Regions from separate parts of the Sus scrofa genome. Here region 1 is linked to region 2. Evidence: chromatin contacts called from public HiChIP or PLAC-seq data. All regions are on one chromosome and are shown on one strand. The core of a region is the stretch at or near the end of the contact, and the rest is flanking DNA. Distances in the headings are between cores, read along the strand shown. Region 1 has its middle 36 kb from the start of MYOD1. Region 2 overlaps SERGEF (secretion-regulating guanine nucleotide exchange factor).

The links. HiChIP or PLAC-seq counts read pairs in DNA pulled down with a chosen protein or histone mark.
Region 1: an H3K27ac HiChIP or PLAC-seq map of skeletal muscle shows a contact between it and region 2. The contact joins two enhancer-like sites. A contact is called at or near these places in 3 of 47 Hi-C or Micro-C datasets (psoas muscle and skeletal muscle) and 1 of 2 datasets of contacts at active chromatin or transcription factors (skeletal muscle).

The regions. Positions count from the first base shown.
Region 1 is chr2:41,456,329-41,464,171 of Sscrofa11.1, forward strand. No RefSeq gene overlaps it. Among named protein-coding and RNA genes, the nearest start is that of MYOD1, 36 kb to the left of the region's middle. Within about 2 kb of position 4,988, at least 4 of the 83 cell types and tissues checked have an H3K27ac peak or open chromatin away from gene starts, as enhancers often do. A contact at or near this core is called in skeletal muscle, where this site is marked.
Region 2 is chr2:41,292,113-41,299,955 of Sscrofa11.1, forward strand. All of the region lies in intron 10 of SERGEF (secretion-regulating guanine nucleotide exchange factor), which reads left to right. Among named protein-coding and RNA genes, the nearest start is that of KCNC1, 110 kb to the right of the region's middle. Within about 2 kb of position 5,244, at least 8 of the 83 cell types and tissues checked have an H3K27ac peak or open chromatin away from gene starts, as enhancers often do. A contact at or near this core is called in skeletal muscle, where this site is marked.

The sequences.
Region 1 (7,843 bases), core at 3,738-6,237, 160 kb after region 2:
AGCTGGGAGAGATGGTCAACAAGCATATATATATATGTGCATATAAGCATATATATATATATATATGAGAGGGAGACTGGGATGCTAGAAGAGTATGAATTCAATGCAAACTTTGATTTCAGTTGAAAAGGTGAGATTTGAGCAAAGACCTGAAGGTGGTGAAGAGTGAGGACGGTAGATAGCTGGTGAGAGAATATTCCAAGCAGTGGGAAAAATTGTCCAAAACGTTCTAAGGCAGGTGCATGTCTGTCAGGTTTGAGAAACAACAAAAAACTCTCTGTACCTGATGCAGAGAAGGAGGAAGAGTAGCAGGAGTTGAGGACCAAGTGTTGAGGGAACAAGATCGTGTGGAGCCTCATGTGGGCAATGCCAAGGCTTTGGATTTTAGTTTTAGTGAAATGGGAAGCCTTGAAGAGTCTTGAGCAAAGAATTTGGAATACCTAACTTGCATTTATTTATTTATTTGTTTATTTGTTTATTTATTTATTTATTTTGCTTTTTAGGACTGCTCCTGTGGCACATGGAGGTTCCCAGGCTAGGGGTCCAATCGGAGCTACGGCTGCTGGCCTACACCACAGCCATAGCAATGCAGGATCCGAGCCTTGTCTGGGACCTACCCCACAGCTCACAGCAACACCAGATCCTTAACCCACTCTGCAAGGCCAGGGATAGAACGCACAACCTCATGGTTCCTAGCCAGATTCATTTCCACTGTGCCATGACGGGAACTCCCTGACTTGCATTTTAAAAAAGGATTCCTCTAACTGCTGTGTTGAGAACAGATAAGGTGGAGAGGTGGGGCAGGGTAAGGGGGAAATTTGAAACAAAAGGTCTTATGGAGCATAGACTTGTGGTTGCCAAGGGGGAAGGAGGAGGGAGTGGGATGGATGAGGAGTTTGGGGTTAGTAGATACAAACTATTACATTTAGAATGGACAAGCAATGAGGTCTTGCTATATAGCACAGGAAACTATATCCAATCACTTGTAATAGAACATGATCGAATATAATATGAGAAAAAGAATCTATCTATCTATCTATCTATCTATCTATCTATCTATATATATATATGGATGACTGGGCCACTCTGCTGTACAGCAGAAATGGGCACAGCATTTTAAATCAACTCTAGTTAAATAAATAAATAAATATCACACTAGGGTAAGGCTTCCAAAAGAAAGACAGAAAGGAGTTCCCATCGTGGCACAGTGGTTAACGAATCTGACTAGGAACCATGAGGTTGTGGGTTCGTTCCTGGCCTTGCTCAGTGGGTTAAGGATCCGGCCTTGCCTTGGACTGTGGTGTAGGTTGCAGACGCGGCTCAGATCCCAAGCTAATATGGCTCTGGTGCAGGCCGGTGTCTACGGCTCTGATTTGAGCCCTAGCCTGGGAATCTCCATATGCCGCAGGAGCGGCCCAAGAAATGGCAAAAAGACAAAAAAAAAAAAAAAAAAAAGACAGAAAGGAAGAAAGGAAGGAGAGGCCTTGCACAAGGCTTCTGTGGTAATCCAAGTGAGAAATGATAGCAGTGGTAGGGGTGGGGAGAGTAAGACATAGGCAGCTTTTGGATACGGTATTTGAAAGTAGAGCCAATAGGATCTCATGAGAGATTGGCTGTGGGAGTGGAGGGAGCGGGAGAAGAGGCAAAGACCGTGTCCAGGCTGAGCAGTGTGAGGGATGGAGTTGCCATAAGGTGAGATGGGGAAGGGTATGCCAAGCACATTTGTGGGCAGGGAATCAGGAATTCAGTTTGGGACAGGTTAAGTTCGAGAGCACTGCTGAATATTCACGTGATGACATCACGCAGGCTGTCAGATACAGGTTTGGAGTTTCACTGAGAAATCAGGGCTGAACATAGCATGTTGATAGTTATCAACATGTACATGAAATTTAAAGCATGAATGAAGCCCAAACATTGATGTTTCTGACACATTGGATTGTCTGTCCTTCCTTCTGAACAGACCCATCTTCTTTGTGCACATGAAACATCTGGTCACTGACGGGTGAGTTTGGGCCCACTTGTCTTCCGTGAAGTCTAAAATATGGTATTGACTTTGCTGACTTAAAATCTCAGGCCCATGGGGTTAATCCCTCGACTTTGATTTCCACCTCGGAAGCCACCACATTACTCGCCAGGCCGTCCTCCCAGGAGGCGTCTCGGCAAAGCTGGGTGGCATCCCGACGTTGCTCTTCCTTCTAGGTGTTACCAGTAGATGTCTCAACAGTTTATCCGGCCGTCTTTCTCCCTCTTCCTCTATTTTTAGTTTTTGGTAGATTGGTGTCAGATTGGGAAATTCTTGGCGTGAACTTCAATACATTATTTGCATAGAGAGTCTTAGATGGTGTTTTTGAGTCAGAGAGGAATGGAATTTTAAGGTTAGCCCTGTAGATCATGCTCTCGGGGGCAGGAGGTGAGTACAGCTGTCAAAGAGGCCACTTCTGCCACAGCCCCTCAACAAAGGGATTTGGAATGGGTCCTGGGGGGGAGAGGTTCCCTATTCTTGGCAGCTGACTATTCTCTCTCCATTTCAGGCATGGAGACATGACAGTCAGGGGTGTGCCACGTGAAAGAGATGGGCCTAGAGAGTCAGGGCATGACAAAGACGCTAATGGCTGAGCTCCATGCCCTGTCACTCTGGTGTATGGATTTGGGGTCTTGCACAGGGTGGCAGGGAAGGCGGATGAGCTAGAACACATCCATGAGCCTGGCCTGGTGCCTTTCTATAAACCTCCAGCCTTTCCCTCCTCTGGATTCCCGCTTCGCTCTTCCTTCAGGCCTGGTTCTCTCTGCCACCTCCTCCCTCACCCCGGGCACAGAGGGGGCCAGTTCAGAGCCCTGTGACTCAGGCACAGGGTGGGGGAGGATGTTTTGGATGCCGCTCTGCTGACGCTGGTGCCCTCTGTTCTTACATCCTCCTTAATTTACTGCCTGAGGAGGGGGCCAGGGCTCTGGAGAGGGGATTAGATGCTCCACACTGATCTGAGGCAACAGCTGCTGGGCTGGCGGCCGAGGAACGAGGAGTGAGTAGGAGGCGGGGGAAGCTCATGCCTCCACCAAGGCCGGAAGAGAGCTAGGCGGGCATCTGGATGGGGCTCCTAGGCGAGCCTGGCTCTAGAAGAAGCTGCCCTTGGTCTGAGGGGTAGGGCTACAAGGTCTGCTTGAGCAGTAAAGCCAAATCCAGGAGTCACACAGGAAGGCCAAGGGGGCCATCTGGTCAACCATCTTGCCAGCTTTCTGGAGAAAATTAGGAAGAGTTTTCTCTAGCTTTCTGCAACCCGGGGAGGGGAAGGTTGGCTCTGGACCCTAAAGGACAGTCTTATCAAGCCCTAAGTGGCCACATAATTGCGTGAAAGTATCCCTCAAGTCAAGACTGCCCCCACACCAATTGGAACACTCCCTTACAAAGAGAGAACTCTCTTTTCCCTCACTCGTCTTCCACTCGTTTATTCCTTACAAGGCAGAAGGCAACCCAGGTAGTGGCATTTCCACTTGATAGATGGGGAAACTGAGACCCACATTAGTTTAGAGCCTTGTTCCAAGTCACAGCGGGGGTCAGAGGTGTGACTGTTATTAGAGCCTGCATTCTTTCTTTCTTTTTCTTTCGAGGGCCACACCCACAGCATATGGAGGTTCCCAGGCTAGGGGTTGAATCTGTGCTACGGCTGCCGTCCTACACCGCAGCCAGAGCAATGTGGGATCCGAGCTGTGTCTGCAACCTACACCACAGCTCATGGCAATGCCAGATCCTTAACCCACTGAGCAAGCCCAGGAACAAACCCACAACCTCATGGTTCCTAGTCAGATTCATTTCTGCTGCACCATGACGAGATCTCTGAGCCTAGCATCCTTAGCCAAATCACCCTGCATTTTGAGTACCAGGGCACATCTGTTGACACTGAGCACTGGAGACTGGCCTCTCTCCTTCCTTCTGCTCTATAATTCCAGGTGATGGCCTTGTCTAATGGAAAATGCCTCAGGCATGGAAGCCATGAACCTGGACTCCTTGAATCAACTAATGTCTCCTTTTGGGGACTTGGTTTTCCCATCCGTATAATGGACAATATCTTGAATAGCCCTATGACTATCCTTAAAAACCTAACAGAATATTGCCTTAGTCAGGGATAGGACAGAAAAGGCTTTGGGGGTCATTAAAAAAATAAAGATTTGGGCTCTGGAGTTAAAATATTTGCCACTTCCTATCATTTCTAGTAAGTTTTCCCCCTCTTTGAAGTAAATCACTTTATCTTCTGTAGTCAAGGGATAATAACACCTACCCCACATGGCTGTTACAAAGATTGAAAGAGATAATCTACTCTAAAAGCCAAGCATTATTCCTGGTGCCTAGTAAATGTTCAATAAATTATAGAAAGAGCAATAGCAGTTGTTGTTGGGTGTTACTTATTTCTTAGTGATAAAAGTAGCCCCTGAGATTGGGCCAAGAGATCCTGGGCTAGGAGCTAGATTAGGGTGATGGTTCTCACTCCTGGCTGACCAGTCAGGATCACTGTTTTGGAGACGGATACTTAACAAGGTTCCTAGGTGACCCTGAGGATCACCCGAGGTTGGCAATCACTATCTTAGGAGACCCGCTTTGATGGTTGGATAATTGACATATCAGTTGTTTGTAGGTAAACAGATGCTCAGCCATTTAATACTTTAAACACTTTCCCCAACTGGTACTTCTATTACTAATTAACTCCTAACGAGCCCTTCCTTCTCTGGGTCATGAGCAGGAATTCCCCACTGGGGGTTCCCAATTAACGAGGTTTACCCAGCTTGGGGGCCTCTGGGAAGCAGGCAGGACTAATTATGCTCTAGCCCCCCAACCCCCGGCCAAATCCTCTCCCTGTCCTTCATCAATCTTGTCCTGGCCTCCAGCTGGCTTGCATTAGCTCTGGTTTTCCAGCCCCCACGGTTGCGGCTGTAGCTGAGAGGTTGAGCCAGTCCAGGCTGGATGGATCTGTCACCCGATCCTGGGTCTGCGCTACAGCCAGTCCTGGAATCTGGGGCAACGTGATCCTGCCCTGCGGGAGCCCCTAGCCAAGCAAGGGACGCCATGGCGGGGCTCAGAAAATCCCAGCTATCCGGGCACCTCTGCCTAAGCCCCCAAAGATCATATCCACGATTCTCAGAGCACCTCCTGTCTAAGCCTCTCACCTTAAAGAGCAGGAAATTCGGGCCTAGAGACATGAGGCACCTGCCCAAGGTCACAGAGTCTGTTCAAGGCAGAACTTGCACTAGAACTCTGATCTCTCTGCTCCCAGCCCAGGCTCTTTCCCTGGCTCCTCCTGGAGAAGTTCTGGACCTACTGTCCAGATGACCAGGTCTGTTATGGGGGCTCCTGTCCAACCCCAGGTCCCAGGAGATCAGGGGAAGGAAGTTTTGAACCAAAGCACATGATCCCTTTAACACGGATTTAGAAAGTCCAATTTCAGGTAATTTAAAGTTGGAAATTTGAGGAGTAACAGGAATAAAAATAGGGAATTATTGAATCAAGGGCAAGAAATAAATTTTTAAAATGCCTTTTATAGACATAGCACTTTTTACATAATTGAGGAACAAGATGGATTTTTTTTTTTTTTAAATGTCTTTTGTCTTCTTAGGGCTGCATCTGTGGCAAATGGAGGTTCCCAAGCTAGGGGTTGAATAGGAGCTGTAGCCGCCGGCCTACGCCAGAATCACAGCAACACGGGATCCAAGCCGCGTCTGCGACCTACATCACAGCTCATGGCAACGCTGGATCCTTAACCCACTGAGCGAGGCCAGGGAGCGAACCCGCAACCTCATGGTTCCTAGCTGGATTCGTTTCCACTGAGCCACGATGGGAACTCCAGATGGATGGATTTTACACTTAGGAACACTCACCTCTAGAATCTGAGTTTGCTTATTATCATATTCACCCAAAGGTATTACTTCATCCAAAGATATGGACTATGAAACAAAAAAATTCATAGGGGAAAGCTTGCATTTTGTCTTTAGTAGTTGAGACAAAGGTCAAGATAGTTTTCTAAAAACTGATCTTTCCCACAAAATTCCTCTTTTTTTTTTTTTTTTTTTTGCGGCTCTGCCTGTGGCATGTGGAAATTCCTGGGCCAGGGATTGAACCTGTCTGTGCACAGTAGCAACCCGAGCTGCTGCAGTGACAACGCTGGATTCTTAACCTGCTGCACCACAGCGGGAATGCCTCCGTTTTTTTTAATACCTGGATTTTATGGGTCTCACTCCCCTTCTATCTCCTAAATGGTTTGATTCAAGTCTCTAGGATAAGAAGTGGTTCTGTTAAGGTTCTGAAGGGGAGGACAGCAGGGGCCACACAGCTATGTGGTCTTGGGCTTAAAAACACTAGGATGTCAGGAAGCTTTTATCTAGAAAAGGTGAAAGAGCCACCTTCCCTCGGAGACAGCCTGGCCCTTGGGGGTGGCTGAGGGTGTAGAAAAAGTGCCAGCCCTTTGGTAAGAGTTGCCATATGTTGAGAAAGGGCTTACTATGTCCTGAGGACTTTGCCCACTACTATTTTATAAGGTAAGTATTTTTATCCCTATTATCCATTTGAGGAAGCTGAGCTTTAGAGCACTCAGGTGGCATGCCAAAAGTCACTACCTAACTAAGTGGCGGAGCCAGGATTTGAACTCGGATTTGTAGGATTCAGAAGTCAGTATGTTTTTCTTCAGTGGCTCTTGGGTAGACGTGTGACATACCGCATACTTCAGCTTGGGTGAGGTAAACTGGTTCACATTACCTGAGGGTTTATTTTCCTGTTGCTGCCCCGCCAGAGTTCATAAAACTCTTCAGGAAGCCCCACAAGCGCCTGGCCCACCTCTGCTTTCAGTCATGGTGGAAGAGGACAGATCCAGGCGGGGATCTCGTTCTCAATGTCCTCCCTCAAGCAGAGCCAGAGTCTTCCCTGATTCTGAAGAGGGGTTTCGTCCACACCGCAGGAGCTCGCTTGCAGCCTGTGAATGCTGCCTGGAGGCACACGGGAGTTAACTGCCTCAGCAACAATTTCCAGTCAGGGCCGAGGGAAGACAGACTCCAGCTCTCCTCTGTCAGGTGGACACTTCCGGGAGTGTGCAGTGGTTCCATTGGAATCGAGCCCTTTACCCACAGACCTCAAGGAAACGTGCCCTCATCTTGGCTCTTGCTACTTCCCTGGTTGACTCCTCCTTCTTCACGCTTCGGCTTCCTAGGCTCTCCTGCAGAATAGACCCCCTCCGTCAATCCTTGCCTGAGGCTCTGCTTTCACAGTGACCCAACCTACCCTGTTTGGTGCCTGGAAGGCTGGGCAAATTAGGAATAGCCCCTTGGTGGAGGGAGCATGAGTGGGGGACATGGTGGCAGAGTAGGAAAGAACCCTGAACAGAAAGTAAACTTCGAGGGACACAGCAGCTAGGATCTCGTTTCTTTCTCTGGAGATTCTCCATATATAAAATTCCAGGAGCTTCTGGAGTTTCTGTCCAAATGGGAGGTGTCACCTGGATTTATGGGAGCTGACATGTGATCTCTTGAATTTGTGGCAGCGGGTGGGGTCATCATTCAACGGGATGTTTCAGAATGAGGCTGTCCCTGTCTTCAGTTGAGGATTTACCTTAGCCCTAGGTGGTGGCTTCCCCAGACTGTCACCAGCGGGGCTGTCTCAGGTAGGTCACTACTTGGCCACAGTTTCAATAAGCCAGTTTCACTGGTCACAGAGGCTGGGTCTTGCACAGAGTGGGGGACTGTTTTTACCTGGTAATATCTTTGGAGCTGAAATCCAGCCACATCCTAAGCCTCTGTATAAAAACAAAGGGGAGAATTTAACCAGCTGGAAAAATCAATTTATATGCTTACAGAGAAAACAGTAAGG
Region 2 (7,843 bases), core at 3,994-6,493:
TTAAATCTTCTCCTTTCTCTTGCTCGGTTTTCCTGATGTTCTCTTATCCTCTTTTCCCTAGACAGCCTCCCTCTCAGGAGCAGAGGCCATATCTTGCCTACCTTTGTGTCCCTGGAATACAGCACAGTGCCTGGCACATAGGAGGTGCTTAGTAAGCAGAAGAAGGGGACCAATGGGCTTTCGTGGCTTCACTACCATTTATGCACATTGAATAGCTTCCATAATTTTTCCTATAGACTCAGTCATTATATATCTTCGGATATGATAAATGGAAAGAATATAGATTTTGGAAAGCTAACAAAAATGGATTTGAATCTCAGTTCCACTTCTAACAGTGAAGTGCTTTATTCCAAATCATTTAATCTCTAAACTGCAGTTTCCTTGATTGTACAGTAGGATAATAGCATCTGTTGCTCAAGATTGTTGTAGGAATTAACTTACTACATGAGAATATGCATGTGAAAGTGCTTGACATTTAGTAGGAACTCAAATACTTTGGTTGCTTTCTTCCTTTACCTGGTCAGCGATAGGCAAAGGAGAGAAGGAGACTCAGAAGAATGAATCATCCTCAAGCCAGCCACCAAGGATAAAATATGGTCCTTTGTCAAGCTTTCTGGGACCCTGAGGCTCTGACGAGGCCCGAGCTTGGTGGACCCCGGCTTGCTCAGTCCTGAGCACATCAGAATTCTAACTTAGAATCTCCTGACTCCAAATGCAGTGTATTCTCTCTATTTCTCTGCTATAGGGAGGTAGGAAAAAAAAGTAGCAAAATAAATTCAAGGAAGAACAATAACAAAAAAAGGAGGCGAAATTATATAGAGCATCTCAAACTGCATAAAACTGCATAAACAATTAAAAGGAAGTGTATCCAAAAAAAAATTCAAGGAACTCTTATAGGTTTCTCCGTGCAGGCCTGATGTCTGGGCTTAAAGTGAGAAACCCAAGTTCATTAGAATGGTTAGTTTCTAGAACCAAAGATCTTTGGGTTGGTTTGGTTGGCATACCAGCTCCCCTCTCTATTGGAACTGCTACAGAATGCTGCTTTCCGTGGAAGTCTTTTTCAAACCAAGTCCAGCTACTTCGGCCCCAGAAGGGCAGCCAGATTAGTTATCTTCTGGGGAAAATTTAAATGGTTGTCCTTCCCACAGTGCCTGCTGCACCATAGTAACAACAGACATCCTTGGCCAAGTGCCTGCTGTGCCGAGTCTTCATGACATCGCTATGAGTGGGTATTATTAGCTCCATTTTACAGGGGAGCAGACTTGGAGTTCCCGTTGTGGCGCAGTGGTTAACGAATCTGACTAGGAACCATGAGGTTGCGGGTTTGATCCCTGGCCTCGCTCAGTGGGTTAAGGATCTGGCGTTGCCATGAGCTGTGGTGTAGGTCACAGACACGGCTTGGATCCTGCATTGCTGTGGCTTTGGCATAAGCCGGCGCCTATAGCTCTGATTCCACCCCTTGCCTGGGAAACCATATGCCATGGGTGCGGCCCTAGAAAAGACAAAAAAAAAAAAAAAGGACTGTAGACTTAGACCAAGGTTCACATCATGGCTACACACCGTGTTCCACCAGCCTTGAGTCTCAGTTTCTTTATCAGCAAAGTAGTAATGTATACCTCATTGCTATGAAGACTATGTCAGGTACCACATGCGTGATACCTGACATAGTGCCTAACACATGGTAAGGAAATCCTCCATCAGTGTAACCATGGTGATGATGATCATGGTGATGCTGCTGACAATGCCATGATCTCTTGATCTATAGGAGGTAGCGCATCATAGTACATATTAGAGGGGTGAGGAGAGATAGCCAAAAACCAACAATTCCGAGTAGCCTAAGACAAACTCAGGAGAACTTCAGGGATGATGTTAGAAAGGAACCTGTTGTGATTGGCTGGAATAAACCCGCAAAGAGCTATATTTTATTTATTCATTCGGTGGATTTTTATTGACATGTGTCAGGCCTTGTGCTAAAAGCTGGAGATACAGTGATCATACGACAAACATGATCTCTGCCCTCAAGGAACTTACGGTCTCATGGGGAGTCAAACACTGTTAAAATGATTGCATGGGTCATATGAAATTACAAACTAGAATAAAGGCTGTGAGAGAAAGGGACAGGTTGCTGTGAGAGCACATGACACGGGTCCTGATCTGCTTCAGGTGATCAGGGGTCGTTTTACTGAGGAAGTAACAGCTGAGATTTGAAGGCTCATTAGGAGTTTATTAGGTGAGGGAGTGAGTGAAGTGGAGACACGCTTCCCAAGCATATGGACCAATGTGGCCCCTATGGTAAGAGGCAGCTTAGTGCTTTCAGAGACCTGGGAATGTCAGTATGACTTGAGTACAGAGTGAGGAGCATGTGGGGCAAGAGAAGGGGCTGGAGAGGGAAATCAGGGCCTCATGAAGGAGTTTTTCCTCTTGATTCTAAGAGCATGGGGACCATTGAAAGATTCGAAGGCTGATGTACATTTGTGCTACACATGTGGGGAGCCATATGACCAATTTGGTATTTGTAAGAGATCTTTTTGGCAGTGGTCTTGAGAATGAGTGGGAGGGTATGAGAGTGCCTGTGGGGAAACCAGTTAAGCGGAAACCTTTGCTTTAGTCCCCAAAACAAAGAACTCTGGATTGGGCTGAGATTATCAGAGGTGAGGAGGGAGAAGGGGTTTGAGATATTTAGGAGGTAAATTGGCAGGACTTGATGATGGGTTGTATATAGCTATGCAGAAAGAGAAAGTGTGAGAGGTTTCTGGATATACAAGCGAACTATGGCCCTGCCATTCTAAGCTGAAACAAAGCAACAACAACAACAAAAAGGTAGAAAAAGGAGTTCCCCTTGTGGCTCAGTGGTTAACGAACCCGACTAGTATCCATGAGGATGCTGGTTTGATCCTCGCCTCTCTCTTGGTTTGTCAGGGCTCCCTCGGTTAAGGATCGGTGTTGCCATGAGCTGTGGTGTAGTTTGCAGATGCGGCTCGGATCCCTTGTCGCTGTGGTGTAGGCCAGTGGCTACAGCTCACATTGGACCCTTAGCCTGGGAATCTCCATATGCTGCGGGTGCGGCCCTAAAAAAATAAAAGACCAAAAAAAAAACCAAAAAAAGTAGAGAAAGATACCACCAGATTTGGGTAGAAAGATAGATCTTAATCTGATCTGGAGCACACTGCATTTGTGGTGCCTTTTAGGCATCTCGATGTAGGTGTTCGTGCCCAGGGCTGCCAACAATAGGACACAATGGCCGTGGAATGCCTTTGGACACTCTGACTCAGATCCAGACTCTCTGGGGGTCAGGCTTGTTTAGTCCAGTTGGTCTGAGGGCTCATTTGCTTCTCACCCTTCGTGGTTCTGTTTCCTTACCAGAAAAGGGGTGTTGTGAGAGAATTCAGCCAGAGGGAAGGGTAGGAACAACCTAGGGAGAGAGTCCGCTTCTCCGGGGAAAGCAATTCAGGTATCGATGCATGTTGTTTTAGGTATTTTTCTCCCCACATCTGTGGGTGAGATATTTGTGTCTGATGTGTGTTCATTTCTTTTTTCACTAATTAATTAAAATATCTGCTATTAATAGATATTTACAACATGTCAGGCACAATGCCAAGTCAGAAAGACCTCTGGTTCTTTGGGGAGTGTCATCCCCAGAACCTTTCTGGCATTGCTGTCCTTGTGATCAGACGGAAACCAAGCAGGATGCTGCCCTTTCTCTGAATACTAATTCTCCAGGATGCTGACTGCTGACTTAATCCAGGGGACATGTCCTTGACTTCGGAGACTTGGTTTGTCAGGGCTCCCTCGGCAGCTGAGACTCCCAGGTCTGTCTTGGTTTCCTCTCTTTCACAGAGTCTCCCTAGACAGTGACTGCCTCAGTGCCAGTTCTCCACTTTGAAAGGGATTCGGCTGGGCAGTCTGAGCTCCAACTGGCCACATGTCCCAGTTTGTTGTCTGAGAGCATCTCTTTGTGTCCAGGTGAGGGGTGGGGAGAGAAGTGGCAGCGCAGGCTTTGTGTCCTTATCGGGACTGACGGGCAGGAAGGGGGAGAATGGAGGAGTGACTCATCTCACCCTGGCACCATGTGATAGGATCTGTGAATACCCACGTGGGACAGATACATGCTCTAAGAACATTTGCCTTGTGAAAATCCAAACTCACCAGCCACATGAATTCAGGACAGTGATTACCATCGCGACAGGGAGCATGGTGTCCTTGCAAAAATCCCCTGGTATATTTAACATGCACGTGGTGGGGGGTGGGGGAGACCATGCCAATTTAAGCACCCAGGGGAAGCCGACATTGCCTACGTTAGTGGAACAAAGAACTTGGTACAATTGGAGTGGATGGTGAGGACCTGGGGAGGCCCTCCTGCAGGGGTCACATGACCGTATGTCAGGTGGGATGGTAGACTGAGAATCACATCTCTAAGCTTCTCTCATTCTTGGCTTTGCCTTTCTATCTTGAAAACTAAATGTGCCTTAGGCAAGTCTGCCGAGGACCAAAGTGTCCTTGCAGTTAGAAGGACCTCGGCTAAATCCCGGCTCCCCCTTCTCCTAACTACGTGACCTGGGCGAGTTGCTGTCTGAATTTCCTTCTCCTGGTCTGCAAAACCAGGTCCCCAGTACCTCGCCAAGTTTTGTGTGTGCGAGGGTCAGATGAGTTAAGCCTAGAAGCCAGCACCCCAGGACGTAAGAGCAGGACAAGCTCTGTGGGGCCCCTGATCAGCTGCCTCGGATCAGCAGCCAACTCTAGTGTGTGCACGTGGCCTGGGTGTGTATGCTTTGCTCAGAGAGAACATTCGTCGCTCCCCAGAGCACAAATGCAGGCCGTGTGTCAGCCCACTGGCAGCCTGCAGTGGACTGGGACACACTGTCCTGTTTCTGCCTGAGGAGACACAGGCTCAGCAAGCAGTTAGCCCACCTGGCTTAAGTTTCCCCAGAAAACACGGTCCTCATTACAGAGAAATCCTTTCAGGTTCCGAGGGTGGCACGTTGCTGCAATCTGACCCCTGTAAGAATTCTCGCTATGTCCCCTTCTCACGCCAGCTCTTTCCTAAAGCTGATTTTACGAGGAGCTATTTTCCCAACGGGTTGGATAAACTCCTGAATTGTGTTTCTGATGGCATCTTAGGAGGCCCACACTGTTTTTATTTTCCAGGGGAGCATTAACAAGATATGCACTAGCCTTTGGACGGAGCTAGCACAGTCACTGTCAACTCAAGGCCATTTGCTGCCTGTGGAATCCTTGGTGCCTCAGGCATGGCTCTGGCTTCATAGGTCACCATCTACCACACTCGAATCTTGCCAGCCTGAAGATACTTGCCCCCGTTCAGGGCGCCCGTGACAGTCATCCCAGTTTCCATCTGCACACACAATGCACATTTCTGTTCACTGGTGATTTTCTCCTCCAGCATCCCTGCAGGCTCTGTAGAGTGGAGTTCTTGGCCCCTTTATTCAGATTCAAAGAACAAGGTGCAGTAATGTATCCAAGCTAATTATTGGCAGAGCTGTTTTTCAAGTCCTGGTCTTCTAAGGGGCAGCCTGACTGAATGAAAGCGCCCTCAAGCATGCACGTCTCACCTCTGATACTCATCTGCTCTGTGACGTCATACACGCCACCAGTCGTTAGTATTATAGATGGTTATCCACATTAGTGATGACAGTAAAGTTGCGAAAGCATCCAGCATGGTGAAAGGTGCTCTGCACCATACATCCTTGCAGTGTCACACTAGATGTGGGGAATGGGTTTTATTGTCATCCCTTTTACAGATAAGCATCCTAATATTCACAGAGCTAGCATAACTTGTCTGAGCCTCTGTATCAAATGAAGATCTTGCGACCTCCCTGGGAGGGTGCTTACAACACTGCATGCATGTATGTAAACTGAATAGCACAGAGTCTGTGGTGGACCAGGTGCTCAGTCAATGTTTCTTTCCTTCCTCTAGTTCCCCCTCTGACTTCTCATCCAGTGTTCTTCCCACCCCCTCCCATTTAATCCATTTAGAAGCTGAGGTCATGCTGAAGTCCTCTCCGTAGCGTTCTCTCTCAGGCCCCACCCCCCTACCCCCACACCCAGAGGCCACTTCAAGTGTCTGATCTGAGCTGTCGGTCTGATGCCGCCTCTTTAGTCTTCTGCCAGTTCAGGAAACACCATCCTTTCCTGGCAGGCTGCGCCACACCTCTGACATTTGCCCTGGGGCTGTGTCCTGGAACGCTAAAGCCTGCCCTGGCCTCTCCAGCCACAGGGCTCTCCCCTTTCCTGACTTTCTCTAAGGCCAATACAGGTTGTTTTCCTTACTTTGGCATCTTGCCTGAATCCTTCATGTTGTTATGTTGTCTTTCACCTACGCTAGTGACCTAGAACCCAGGTCTCCTGACTTCCAAGCACCACGTCCTACAGCTTATTACTTAATGTTTAAGAAGCATAACCCTGTCTTTGGGATCCTCAGAAATGTATTTATTTGGATCTCAATAAATGTGTTTTTATTTAGCACCTGCCCTCAGCCAAGCCCTGTGTTAGACTCTGGTGTGGCAGGGAAGGAGGCAGGCAGGTCTGTCCTTTCTGGAGCTTTTGTGGAGCACACATTCTAGGATCAGAGGTAGCGAATAAAAAGGTAAAGTAAATTGGTAAAGTGATTGTAGATTTTAGGTGCCATAAAAGAAATAGGGCTGGGGGATAGAGAGTGCTCAGAGGTGTTTTGTGCACTTTGGGTAGGAAGGTCGGGGAAGGATTCCTTGAGGGGGCGACATTTTGAGCTGAGATCTCAAAGGCAGAGCTGGGGCAGGGGCCTTCCAGGATGAAGGAGCAGTGCACCAGAGTGGGAAGTGGCAAAGACAGAGGCAGGAGCTGGTGACTGTTGGGCCCTGGAGGCCACAGAGTGTTTGCATTTTTTCTAGAATCAGTAGGAAGCCACTGAAGGCCTCTAAGCAGAGGAGTGTCAGGATCTGAAAGAAAACTAAGGGGGGCTAAGTGGAGAATGGATTGGACACTGGGAACAGGGAAGCAGAGATACCAGTTAGGAGGCTGTTATAATAGCCCAGGAGAGTTGACCATGGCCTGAACTGGTTATGACAGTGGAGACAGATACACATTAGTTTGTGCTTGTGTTGAAGTTAGGACAGTGAGGCTTGGTGAAGGATTGAATGAAATGGTCCATTCTGCTCAATCTATTCAGTACCCAGTTAGTGTAAATCAAAGTGATACGGAGCGTCAGTTCCTAAACTGGGGTCCAGGGGGCAACAGACATCTGGCAGTGGTTATGCTAGAGAGGTGACACACCTGATCGGATGGCCAGATGTACCTCTGCAGGTTTGCAAGGCCATCGTAGAGGCTAATTCTTACATCTCTGAAAGACAGCTTGGAGAAGTGAAAAGGGGAGATTTCCAAAGAATTCTTTCATGCAGCAGTACAATAGCAAGTGCCTTATCTGTGGCTGGTATTCCGCTGGTGGTGAATAAGATGGGACTCTGCTCTTTAGGACCTCCCTTCTCTGGGGGGACCTAGAAATGCAAAAAGACAAATCTCGGTAAATCAGGATAATGGCAAAGGGACAAATAAGGGGATGTGGGAACATGAAGGAGAGAGCTTTTCACAGGGAAAGTAAGAGAAATCAGGTATCAAAAGGGAGTAAGGAGAAAGAGCGTTCGAAAAGGGAATAGCATTTGCAAAGGCCAGAATCCTGAAAGAGAGAGGTTCATTTAAGACACAGAACACAGCTGAGTGTGGCTGGGCTTTAGAGTGTGTGGTGGGGTGGTGTGGGCTGCTGTGTAGGTCACTGACTACACTGCAAAGTGCCATGTGTGCCATATTGAGTGTATTGGACTTAATCCTTTAGACATCCGAGAACCGATGGAGG